Regions from separate parts of the Mus musculus genome. Here region 1 is linked to region 2. A link is a contact called in public HiCAR-type data. All regions are on one chromosome and are shown on one strand. The core of a region is the stretch at or near the end of the contact, and the rest is flanking DNA. Distances in the headings are between cores, read along the strand shown. Region 1 has its middle 110 kb from the start of Tril. Region 2 overlaps Creb5 (cAMP responsive element binding protein 5).

Region 1 (6,712 bases), core at 1,943-4,442, 250 kb before region 2:
GGGAAAGAAAGAAAAAAAAATGTAGCTCAAAGCCTGAGAAGAATGCAGTTGTATTAGTTTTAAGAATGAAAAGAACACTGTTCATATGATGACGTCCAAGGCCGTTTGGCAGAAGGACCATTGATAACTTCCATTAGCAAGCAGTAGCTTTATGTGCATTCGAGCCTCGTGCTATCTGGTCATTCGATAATAATTATCAAAGAATGTGCTTATTAATCACGTGGCTGTGCACGGAGTGGGTGTCCACAGAGAGTAAGAAGCGAGCTGTGTGTCCTCTCAGGAAATGAAGTGTTCACCCTGACATTCAGCCAACGGGATGCTTAATGCATCTATCATAATTACCGACACTCAAAAAGGCAATTTTCACTCATCTCAAAAGACTTTATAAATTCTGAATTTGTAGGGTTTTCGTTAATAAGGTATTTCTATAATATTTCCAAAAACTATTTACTCTGAAAAAATGTTTAGAACACCGATGTGGCGCACTGATGTTTCACTAGTGGTCTGCAGTTCAACAGGCCTTTGCCATTTACAAGGGATATTCTGCATGCTTCCTCTATAGAAGTGCCTTCAAGGACCAAGGCCTTTTTGATTATAGAAGGATCTTATTGTTGGAAGAAATAATGAGCCAATACAATTCAGAAATGTGCACAACATCAGTTTTAGGGAAAATATATTCAATAAAAACATAAATCTTTCCTTTTTAAGGTTTATTTATTTATGTATTATATGTGTACAGCTGTCTTGTCTATGTTTATATCTGCACACCCGAACAGGGCATCAGATCTCATGGGACTACAGCGGCTACAGATGCCTGTGAGCTGCCATGTGGGTGTTGGGATTTGAACTCAGGACCTCTGTAACAGCAGCCAGTGCTCTTAACTACTAAGCCATCACTCTAGCCCAGATTTCTTCCTTTAAAAAACATTTGCTTATTATTTTCATTTATGTGTGTGTGCTTGCATATGTTTATGTGCACCACAGGTGTGTAAGTGCCTGTGGAGGCCAGAGGTCGGCAGATGACCTGCACTGGAGTTCCAGACAGTTGTGAGTTGCCTTCTGTGTATGCTGAGAATGGACCTGGGTCCTCTTCAAGAGCAGTACATGTCCTTCAGCTTGGCGCCGCCTCTCCAGCCCCAACATATTTCTTTTTAATGTAAAGTAATGGGTGTTCCAAATTAAAATTCAAGTCATACCACATAGAAAATTGTAGAGTGTATTAAATATCCCTGATAATTCTGCCTAGCATGCAAGAATAGTCATTTACCAAGAATAGCCAGTTACCACTTTTACATATATCAGTCCAAACAGATTTTATGTATAATATATGTATATATTTTGCACATTCACTATACATATGTTGTATTTATATAAATTATATATATTATTTTGTATACATTTTGTATATATTTTGTAATAAATATACATATATACATATTTTTTAAAAATAGCAAAGTATGTGTACATACCACAGATTCTTAAAGTATGGGGGTATAACCTCCTGGGCCATGTAATAGAATATTGGGTGTTGTAAAAATTTTGGCAACACTAAGAGCTTTCTAAAGGCAAAAAAATGAAAATTAATGTTAAATCAAACAAGTAATGAGTCTAGGGTGTTTTTGGCAGTGTGGACAGTTCACATCCCATGATTTCACTGAAGACCAAGCTATCAACATACAACATGCGCACTAATCCTGTTGTCACACTGCACGAAGTGAAGCAACATTGCTTAAAACACCGTGGCTCAGAAGCAAGGCCGTTTCTCATTATGACTTGCAGGGTTTTTACTGTCTATGTAAAGTGTTGTGCTCATATGAACATAATAGTTTAGTTATGGAAAAGAAACTCTGTTAGTATTTTCTATTATCAGTATTCAGGGTGGAAGAAGTACATCCCTGCCCAGCAAGAACCAGTTAGAAAGCGGTTCCCGCAGCCACCAAGAGCCTATCTGGCATCACGTCTTTACACTGCTTGGCTAGCTTGTTTCTAAAGGGTCTGCGCAAATTGTTCTAAAGTAAACTTGGTTTCTTTAGCTAATATTTTAAGTGTGAGGGAAAGAACTTAAACAAATATGTGGATTTTTGTTACATTCCTCATGAGTTAGGGAAGTAGAACACACCACTCTCCAGCCGCACATCAGATGCCAGGCAGTCTGGACCACAGTTAGAGCGTCTATTGGAGGCTATTACTGCTGCAAGAAAATCCTGTTCCTAGACCAAGTTTGGGCAGCGACACCGAAGTTTACGAAGCTCATTTGCTCAACTCTTCCTTACTGAAATAACGGGCTTGAGTGTGATTATTGTTCTGTAGATTCAAATCACTATTGCTTAAAAACAAGAGAGCCACGGGAGGATAGCAAAATCGCCGGTTTGCGCTTCATCCTTTCTGATCACGCTCTGTCCCAGGAGCCGTGGGTTTGCAGTTTTCATCTCCCCTGCAGTTTATCTACTGCACTCGGAAAGAAAGACCGACTTTGTTTATAAATTTCTAAGAAGTTAAAACCACTAAGATCCACTCCTAGTGTTGCATATCACTAGCAGTATACAAAAGGAGATGAACCCTCTTAACGAAATCTCTCAGCAAGTTCTAGAAAGAAAAATTAGTTCGCTGGTCCCCAAGTGCAGACTGATGGAGGTGATTCTAGTGTTGGCATGGAATTTTCTTCTTTCTTTGAAATTTCCAGTTATAGGCTGGGCTACAACCCTTCGTCCTACATGAAAACACAGCTTTATTGTGGGTAGGAACAAGCCAATCGCTGTTAGCTGCTCTGTCTCCCTTTGCAATCCACGGGGTAAGAAGGCTACATCATGAGAGAGATGACTACAGAGCTGGTTGCCCAAATAGCTTTTTCCCCTGTCATGTTTTGATGGTTCCCGCCTGTTTTCCTAAGGCAGAAGAAGATGGGTTGAGCCTCTTGGGGGGGGGGGGGTTACTGTTTCTTTCCTGAGATGCTCAGTAGAGATGATGAACATGGGCCAGGGTGGGAAGCAGGGAGGACCCGGCTGAAATTTTGGCAAGGGCCGCAGAGTGGGCCCCACCTAAACACTGACAGAACACACGGTCCTGGTCCAAGCTGTTCCACAGATGTGAGCTGGGTGCCTCCCAGCTCCAGCTGATGTGGCTTAGTAGATGAAGTGGCATTTTCCCCTTAGGAGTCTCCAATGCTGAAATCCTCTCAGGGGATTGGCTGCTTATGATAACGCGTGCTTGAAGATAGCCCTCCACGCCCGTCTTTGGGTGACCTCATAGGCAAGAGGCAGAGTGGCCTCTGAAGGAAACTTGCAGAGTGGAGACTCCCGGGTGGGCGAGGTTCCCTTCCTGGTTTGGTAATCCTTATGACCCCACAGGGTATGGAGAGTGGTGTGAGGGTCTGGTCTCACACAGCTGTCGGGTGGGAAAGAGGGAACTGAGGCAGGAGGCGAGACTGCTGGCTCAGATATTTATTAGTTCACTGAGCAACTGCTGAGTGACAGGGGCTCCTCGCTCCCAGCAGGCGGCCATTCATGGAACATATTTTTAACGTGAATCGCAAGAGAATTAACAAAAATATGAAATGGCTAATTAGACTGCCATCTCACAAAGGCCCTGCCTGATGACAAGTTTCTTGGTCGGTCTCACCGGTTGCTGGTTTCCAAGCAGAATGAAGTCAGAGGCCATGAATCCTGGTCTCAGGCGGGGCCGCGGGGTGAGGGTTGCGGGGAAGAAGGGGATAAGGGTGGATATTCAGCAGGCCTTAATGTATTCCTAATGTGTTGGTGAGGTAAGCGTCTTCTAGAAGCCTCTGGGGTGGGGGCTGGGGAGGGCACCTCAGTTTGAGGTGGGAGCAGTGGTCTAGACACACAGAGTAATTCTAGAGAATCTGTTCTTTGTGCGACCAGTGGCAGAGTGGCCAGAAGGCTTTCTGGGAGATTTTAAACTCAGGAGCTGGTAACCCAGTTCTCGAGATCAGAAGAAGGATAGAAACTCGACTCTATTCGTTTGTGTAGGACTCACTATATCCCTGAAGGGTATACGAAAAATAAGTAAAATAAGGCTTTCTTCATTGTTTGATGGTTTATACTGCAGTTTCCCCATATTTAGAAGCAGAGTCCATGAAAGGCAGCATTGCTGGGTCATACTGAAGACTCTATAAGCTAAGCTTGGAAAGGATTTACAATATTCGTCTGTAACCTCATCTCACAAAAAGGAAGGAAGGAAGGAAGGAAGGAAGGAAGGAAGGAAGGAAGGAAGGAAAGAGAAAGAAAGAAAGAAAGGAAGGAAGGAAGGAAGGAAGGAAGGAGAGAGAAAGAGAAAAGACAAGATGAAGAAAAAGTTCTGTCCTGGGAATGAATAGAAGAGAGCAGCAAGGCCCTTTCTTTCATCTTCACGCAGACAGGCAGGCTAGCAGCCTAAGTCTAAGTAGGACTGGGGTTTTGGCAGCACCAGAACCCCAGATACTTCGGTAACCATTTTGCCATACAAACTACACAAAGTTTAGGGGCTCCAACGGTCATTGGTCTCCAAGAACAAAAGGCAGATCACCGCTGAGCCAGGTTCTATTTATCTCTAAGACTATTTACGTATTCATCTATTTAATTGTCCAGTGCCAGAAACAGAGTAGAATGAAATTGTTAACTCTTTCTGGGCAAGTGCTCTCCCACTGAACTCGGCCACACTGCTTTTGAGTTCCCTCCCCCCCTCCTCTCCCCTTCCTTCTTTCCTTTTGTGGGATGAGAGATCAAGCCCAGGGCCTTGTAGATTAAGAAACACGCATGCTGCCAGTTACACCCTTTCCCCTTCTCCTTAAGCTCAGTTACACGATGCCAACGGACTGACTCGGTGAATACGCGCCACTCCCACTCGGAGCAGAACTTGCCCGGAAACTCAGTCACATCCTACAGATACAGGAGTTAAGAACCAGCCACTCACTGTTGCCCTCAAGGGGAGGGAACATTTCATTCTGTACAAGTCAACTTACAGAGCTTGTACTTTCAAATGCAGAGAGCTGGGGATGAGGAAGCTATAAAACCACAGGAGGCAATGCTGTTCTCCTTTGCAGAAATGGTGATTTCTGTCTCTGTGGCTCCCTGACAGCAGCTCCTCTATGAATGTGACTGTTGGTCTGCGTGGACCTGAATGGTTTTCTATTGTTCAGGCCCCTGATGTGCAGACGCTTATAAGAATCGATCAGTAGGTTAGTCAATCAATCAATCAATCAATCAATATCAAGTCATCCACCCATCTTTCTATAAACAAAGCTAAGGATCGAGGAAGACACTGCCCAAGCCTGGCTTGATGAGGACTGTTATCCTCCGGCAAGCAGCAATGGTTCTGCTGTAGAGCATAAAAGAATGGTTTACTGTCCCACTTTTCAGATCCTACTCATCTGTCAGACAGGAAGCACACGCAGATTTCTCTAAATATATTTTACCAGTGACAGAAAATCTGAAAGTTAAAGCCAGGAAGGTGTTTTCCATGTTTCCTTCAGCATAGGAGTCCACAGGAACATTCAACATCGAAGCTTTGTGAATAGTGTTGGATGCTTATTAAAAATAAGGGACATAGATGACCAGCGTCTTGAGCAGCTCTTGCCAGTAAAGGGTTAGGGCTGTTCTGGTTCTAGAACCCACGTCTCAGGAAGGAACCATCCGAGATAACACAGAAAAAAAGAATTCTGTTTCTTGTCTAACAACTTAAAATCCCCATTCTCTGCCTTTCTCCTTAAATCTCAAAGTTGGTTTCGCTGAGGTTTTCTTGTAAAATTTTAGGGCTTTAATTGCATTTCTGCGGCGAGTCACCTTTGAGCTTTCTGTACTTTCTACATCAAGAAGTGTCTTTGCTGTAACGAGGAAAATATAGACAGATGTTTGCTCTTATCTAGACTGAGAACAGTTCGGAGGGCCCAGACTAAATGGGAAGGTGGCCTTGTGCTCTGAGCCTGTAACCAGGAACTATGGCCTATCAACAGAGTCTAATGGAATGGTCAACACAGAAAGCTCCTTTTAACCTCTGTAGCACTTAACATGATTGTCCAGTAAAATATTAGCCCCAAGGCCACTACTGAGTGGGAGGTCAGAAAAACTGGCTAATTTGGGACCCACTGGATTGCATGAGCCATAGCATCATTGAGATTAATGCAAGTCAAGGAGCCTCATGTCAGGGATGTGAGCATGTCAGGGATGTGAGCATGTCAGGGATGTGTGCATGTCAGGGATGTGAGCATGTCAGGGATGTGAGCATGTCAGGGATGTGAGCATGTCAGGGATGTGTGCATGTCAGGGATGTGTGCATGTCAGGGATGTGTGCGTGTCAGGGATGTGTGCATGTCAGGGATGTGTGCGTGTCAGGGATGTGTGCATGTCAGGGATGTGTGCGTGTCAGGGATGTGTGCATATCAGGGATGTGTGCATGACAGGGATGTGTGAATGTCAGGAATGTGTGCATGTCAGGGATGTATGCATGTCAGGGATGTGTGCATGTGTCCTAGGGTGGAGAGCTCTTAGACTCCTGGATCAATTATTTTCTTCCAGGACAAGGTCAGTGTACCCAAAGGAGAATGGCTAAGAGCTTTTCTGAGGTTTCACAAGTTACATGCTCATCACATTTGGACTCTCTACTGGATTTTGTCGGGGGGAAGAGGGGCCTTTCATATTGGATGAAATATCTGAGCAATCGGTTCCCAATACTCTTAAATAAGACTGTTATATTTTGTTTTGTGTTGAGGTCGTGTGTG
Region 2 (6,369 bases), core at 3,437-5,936:
GGGATGCTGGGAAGAAAAAGAGTGGGAGGAAGAGGATAGAATAGTAGTGGTGAATCTAATCGAGGTACAGTGGTGTGTGTGTGTGTGTGTGTGTGTGTGTGTGTGTGTGTTGTGTGTGTTTTTTTGTGTGTGTGTGGTGTGTGCAGTGTGTGTGGTGTGTGTGTGTATGTGTGGTGGGTATGTGGTGTGTATGTGTGTGGTATGTGTGTGTGTGTATGTGTGGTGGGTATGTGGTGTGTATGTGTGTGGTATGTGTGTGTGTGGTGTGGTGTGTGTGCATGGGGTATTTGTGTGGTGTGTATATGTGTGTGTGCAATATGTGTATGTGGTATGGTGTGGTGTGTGTGGGGGGGAGAGAGAAAGGTAAAAAAGTACCATGATGATGAGCAGAAGACCGCAGACTTTTACATTATATATGGTGTCACAAGAAGAGGTGAATTTTAGCATTTGAACTGTTTATAGTACTTTTGGGTTTGAGAACATAGACTTGGAAGACTATAGGAATAAGTAGCCTTAGGGAAAAAAATAAGTCCCTAGTTGCTTGTTGAATATTTTCTAAAAGATATTTTAAAAGATCTTAGTACGGAAAATAAGCAACTAGTTATTGCCACTATTGATCTTAGTGTTTAAATTAAGGCGATGTCTCTCTCTAATTCTTTTATATCTATCTGTCTTAGTCAGGGTTTCTATTCCTGCACAAACATCATGACCAAGAAGCAAGTTGGGGAGGAAAGGGTTTATTCGGCTTACACTTCCATACTGCTGTTCATCACCAAAGGAAGTCAGGACTGGAACTCAAGCAGGTCAGGAAGCAGGAGCTGATGCAGAGGCCATGGAGGGATGTTCTTCATTGGCTTGCCTCAGCCTGCTCTCTTATAGAACCCAAGACAACCAGCCCAGAGATGGTCCCACCCACAAGGGGCCTTGCCCCCTTGATCACTAATTGAGAAAATGCCTTACAGTTGGATCTCATGGAGGCATTTCCTCAACTGAAGCTCCTTTCTCTGTGATAACTCCAGCTGTGTCAAGTTGACACAAAACTAGCCAATACAGCTGACCCCTTGTCAACTTGACACACAAACACATCACTAGTAAGCCTCAACCCTTACATTCTTATTCATCCCCAAGGTCTAAATAACTTAAAATGTCCCACAGTCTTTACATATTCTTAAAATTTCAATCTCTTTAAAATATCCATCTCTTTTAAAAATCCAAAGTCTTTTTAAATTAAAAGTCTCTTAACTGTGGGCATCACTAAAACAGTTTCTTCCTTCAAGAGGGAAAATATCAGGGCACAGTCACAATCAAAAGCAAAAATCAATCTCCAACCGTCCAATGTCTGGGATCCAACTCACGATCTTCTGGGCTCCTCCAAGGGCTTGGGTCACTTCTCCAGCCATGCCCTTTGTAGCACACGCGTCATCCTCTAGGCTCCAGATGCCTCTACTCCACTGCTGCTGCTGCTCTTGGTGGTCATCTCATGGTACTGGCATCTCCAAAACACTGCATGACCCCTTCAGTCCTGGGCCATCAATTGCAACTGAGGCTGCACTTTCACCAATGGCCTTCCATGGCCTCTCACAGTGCCAAGCCTCAGCTGCTCTGCTCAACTCCTTCATGCCTTCAAAACCAGTACCACCTGGGTGACCCTTACACGTTACCAAGTCCAGCCAGAGCACAAGGTACAACTTTGGCTATATCTGGAACGCAGCCACTGTGCTCTCAGAAAACACTTCCCAGAAGATGTCACCTCAATGATGCTGGTCTCTTCTTAATCACCGCTAATTTCTTAGCTCCAGCTAACCAGCATCAAAAGTCCCAGTAATGCAAAGTTTTTGCTTTAGTAGTTCTGGTATCTTGTTAATCACAGCTGATTCTTCAGCCCCAGCTAACCAGAACTACAGAATCTTCACAATCAAAACAGCAATGGCCCTGAAAAGAGTCTTTAATTTTCCCTCTGAAATTTCACAAACCAGACCTCCATCTTCTGCAGTGTTCTCAACATTATCTTCCAAGCTCCTACACAACATCTGACAGAGCTCTTAACAATGGATGGATCTTCAAGCCCAAAGTTCCAAAGTCCTTCCACAGTCCTCCCCAGAACATGGTCAGGTTGTCACAGGAATACCCCACTCTGCTGGTACCAATTTGTCTTAGTCAGGGTTTCTATTCCTGCACAAACATCATGACCAAGAAGCAAGTTGGGGAGGAAAGGGTTTATTCGGCTTACACTTCCATACTGCTGTTCATCACCAAAGGAAGTCAGGACTGGAACTCAAGCAGGTCAGGAAGCAGGAGCTGATGCAGAGGCCATGGAGGGATGTTCTTCATTGGCTTGCCTCAGCCTGCTCTCTTATAGAACCCAAGACAACCAGCCCAGAGATGGTCCCACCCACAAGGGGCCTTGCCCCCTTGATCACTAATTGAGAAAATGCCTTACAGTTGGATCTCATGGAGGCATTTCCTCAACTGAAGCTCCTTTCTCTGTGATAACTCCAGCTGTGTCAAGTTGACACAAAACTAGCCAATACACTATCTGTGCTACTTCTGCACCAATATAATCCTTCCATGTGAAACAGAGAATATTCCAGTTACATAAAACCTCAGTATCACATAAGGGGGTTGGCTCCATTCTGAGCACCAAGTCACTCAGGGTGTCTGAGGCCAAATCAGGGTCTCAGGGGGTGCCTTCATTTCAACCCAAGGTGGACAGACTTAACTCTTCTTACAAGAACTTGGCCTATTACCTTGCTCTAGAGTCCACAGCTCCTTGGAACATCCTTGGGTACTCAAACAAAGCTAGACAGGCACTGGTAGAGCAAGGTGACAGAAAAATAGAAGAAAAGGCATTTCTGGCATGGGGAAAGCAGCGTATTCTCCATTGAAGTGTAACCAGTGGGGGCCTGGGCTGAGCTGGCCCTGGTTTTATAACCTCTCCACACATGTGCACAGTCAGGGCTAAATTTAAAACCTATACCGTGAACCTTAGGAAAATAAACCACATTAAACATGCACAAATTGAAAATATTACACAAGAGATTTCACAGGAAATTGGTCCAAATTTAGCTTTGCTCTTTATGTATTTAAGCCTCTTATGCATTGCTCAGAACTTTCTATCAGAATTCTAGTTTTCCCTGCCCCCACCTCAGTCCCCTCCGGCTCTGCAACGGGCTGCTTAGTTTTACAAAACTTACTATTATTATTTTTTTAACTTCCAAAGAATCCTGCTGTACTTTCATCAAACAGTGTGCTGGCTGATGAGTCATAGCATTAGTGGGAGGGGTGGGTGTCTCCATGAGAGGGCCACACTGATCCCCTAGACGGACTGCTTCTCCCTTAACATATGTGTGAACCTATACAAGGCATCCAGAACAGATAGACTGACAGTTTGGGAAATCTCCTTTCTCTTATTATATAGCCATTGTGATAAATACCATCTCCATGGTTTATAGTCTCGCATTTATTTCCTCTCTCCTATACGTTTCTTTTTGTTCTTAATCTTGGATTGTCATTCTCTGAACCTCCCCCAAGTGCCCCCTCTGGAGTGAAGTCATGCATAGGTAAATAAATAAACTACTCCGATGCTAAGGGTTTAACAACCCAGCTCTTACAATGACATGCATCTTATCGTGGCAGGTCACAGAGCCAGAGCTGGACCACCCTTTCCCCCTCAGCTCTGGTTTTCTGCCATCAGTGGTGACTGTGGGGTGCTGCCAGGGCATGCCAGTCTGTAGCCCCAGGAGCTCAGCAATTGCCAGGTGACAAAGTGTGCCAAACCGAAGAGTGGTTTTGGGGGTGGGGGGACAGACACACATGGCCCGAGGACATGCTGGGAGGTGCCACTCTTTCCCAATTGTTGCGGCCAGCCAGGACTTGATTATTACTGGCGCTTTCTTACAAACCACTTTTCGGAGCCTTATTAAATTAGAGCTTGTTTTCTATTTAGGTTGGAATTTTTTAAATGATTTTTGAAACCTGAAATTCATGGTGTGTGCCTGCTTCTCTTTACTATGCCAAAAGAACACGGTCGATGGTGAATGTGATTACAGTTATCCTGGTCCCTTCCTTTCCTTCCCTCCGATAATTCTCTACTTCTTATGAGAATTACAAGGCTCAGGAAGAGGGAATACGTCAGGCAAATGTGCAGTGCTAGACTGCAGTCAGAGAGCACAGCGGATACGGGGTGTCTGGGAGTCTGGAGAGCTGGCAGGGAAAATTACCCTATTGTAAAGAAACTTGCAGAAGGTTCCCTTATTCCTATGACTGTATTCCTCTAGTTTTTATTTTAGAAAAATTGAAAGAACACCCTGGATTCCTGCCAGTGCTGTTGGCTAACCTGGGGAACAACATCTGCCCCTCCTTTATCCACTGATAAGGGCAGGCATCACATATGCCCAGGGGTCTTGCACCAGGACTCCAAGAGGAACATGTGTTTGGAAGACACCCAGGCAGAGTTCTGTCCAGAAAGGGTGAGGACCACAAGCTGAGTCAATGGTTTGGCAAGGAGAATGACTTCAATTTTCTGGCTCATTAAAAGTATTATGGAAATCAAGGTGACATCATGATCTGATGAGCCTATTAAGGGAAGGATCATGTGGATCCGAAAACTGCAAAGTCCTAAAGATAGGCACGCTCAAACGAGCCCACAAACAAGGAGGCTGAGACAAGAAAAGCAATTTGTTTACATACCACGGAAAAGTTAAGTAACTTCCCTGATTGCAAACATTTGTTTTCAAGTGTCAGGAACGCCATGAACCCGGAACTTGAAATCCCCACCCTGTGATTGACAGCCTTGCAAACTCTGTGTCTCTTTGTTCCTAACACTAAGCCCTACTCAGGGTCTCACTCTGGGGAGTGTCTCCTGTTCCATTCACCTACCACACAATCCTGCTGCTAGTGTGCTGGTGTTTTATGGACCTTACAGCCTATTAGATGGCTTGGAGCATACAGATGCAATGATTTTTCCCCTTTAAATCACCTAGTCCTAGAAGGAGGTAGAAGGAGACTTTGAAAGGAGCCAAGAAGAAACTACAGGATCAAAAAAAAAAAAAAAAATCAGTGTCACCACTTAAGCTACTCCCCTTTCTTCCCTTTTCAAGATGACGTGAGTGGGGTACAGCAGTTCTAACTGCGCACCCGGCCTGCAGGAGAACAGGAGGAAGACCCAGTGTAACCAACCTCTACAATTCCATTCAGTACTTTTCGGAAAAAAAAAACATAATTATACACACATGCATCTACAAATGCAGGCTTTCCTGACCAAACATAAGCACACGCAGATTAAAATCAAAGCCCACCCTGGGCTGCCCTTCATAGCCATCTCTCATGGCCTCCCTTGTGACCAAGCAGTGAAGTATTCAAGACTGTATGACAGGGTTACTGCAAACTTCCAGAAGGCTCAGTTCAAAAATGCCCAACCTGTTTGAGATACTGACCTTCCCTCCTTTGCAAATTATAGGGCAGATAGCTCAAGACACAACAAGCACGCTCTTCAGCGTGCGACTGTTAGCACTTGTGGCTGAAGAACAGGCATGTAACAGTTAGCACTGTGGCTGAAAAAACACACGGCTGAAGAACCCCCCTTGTTCACCTCAGGGCGGACTGTCTTCCACCGTGTGGATGTGCAGTCCTAGTCCTGAGAAAGCTGGGAGTCTACTAAGTTCTTCTCTGAGAAGATGTCAACAATGGCCCTTCCTGGTTTGAAAAGGCCTCCTCATTCCCTTCCATAGCCATGGAAACTCAGAGTGTGTCACCAAAGAGGTCCTGGCTACAGGACAGTCATTCTGTAGAATATAGTCTTGTTCTGGTTCTTAGTTTGCCTTTTTATTTTTCCTCTTAATACTTTTATCCCCACATCTGTTATAGCTCAATAAAAGGAGAGTGGGGTGGTAGATCTTTTACCACAGTTCTCTTGCCAAGGTAGACAGCTCCATAAGCCATGGAGGCATGCGTATTAGTTCCTGAAGCTTCGCTAACATAACAAATTACCAGACTGGATGCCTTAGAAACAACAGCAATGTGTTTGGTTTGGGAGGCTAGAAGTCTGACATGGCGGTGCTGCCCAGCTTTTTCTTCTGGAGTTCTGAGGCAGAACATGTGTGTGCCTTAACCCTAGCCTTGAATACTCCCCATAGTCCTCTGCATTCCAAGGTCTTCAACTGTACCAGCTCAGTGTCTGTCTGTGTAGTCACATGATACATTCCCCTGTGATTCGGTTCCTCCACCTCCACATAAGGAGTCCAGTTGTTGAATTTTGGACCCATCCAAGTCCATGTCTTAACTTGAATTACATCTTAAGTCAGGGGTCATTTATATGTGCCAGGCATTAGGACTAGAGTGTGTCTTCTGGAAGAACACCTCTCAGTTCGT

Evidence for each region. HiCAR-type assays count read pairs that join an accessible place to other places.
Region 1: a HiCAR-type map of fibro-adipogenic progenitors shows a contact between it and region 2, with 5 times the contacts expected there. The contact joins two enhancer-like sites. A contact is called at or near these places in 1 of 15 datasets of contacts at CTCF or cohesin (large pre-B cells), 6 of 484 Hi-C or Micro-C datasets (bone marrow-derived macrophages, cerebral cortex, embryonic stem cells and 3 more), 1 of 115 datasets of contacts at active chromatin or transcription factors (fibro-adipogenic progenitors) and 2 of 9 other capture datasets (embryonic tail and embryonic trunk).

The regions. Positions count from the first base shown.
Region 1 is chr6:53,711,566-53,718,277 of GRCm38.p6, reverse strand. No RefSeq gene overlaps it. Among named protein-coding and RNA genes, the nearest start is that of Tril, 110 kb to the left of the region's middle. Within about 2 kb of position 3,192, at least 11 of the 459 cell types and tissues checked have an H3K27ac peak or open chromatin away from gene starts, as enhancers often do. A contact at or near this core is called in fibro-adipogenic progenitors, where this site is marked.
Region 2 is chr6:53,460,383-53,466,751 of GRCm38.p6, reverse strand. All of the region lies in intron 5 of Creb5 (cAMP responsive element binding protein 5), which reads right to left. Among named protein-coding and RNA genes, the nearest start is that of Gm38815, 8.0 kb to the left of the region's middle. Within about 2 kb of position 4,686, at least 29 of the 459 cell types and tissues checked have an H3K27ac peak or open chromatin away from gene starts, as enhancers often do. A contact at or near this core is called in fibro-adipogenic progenitors, where this site is marked.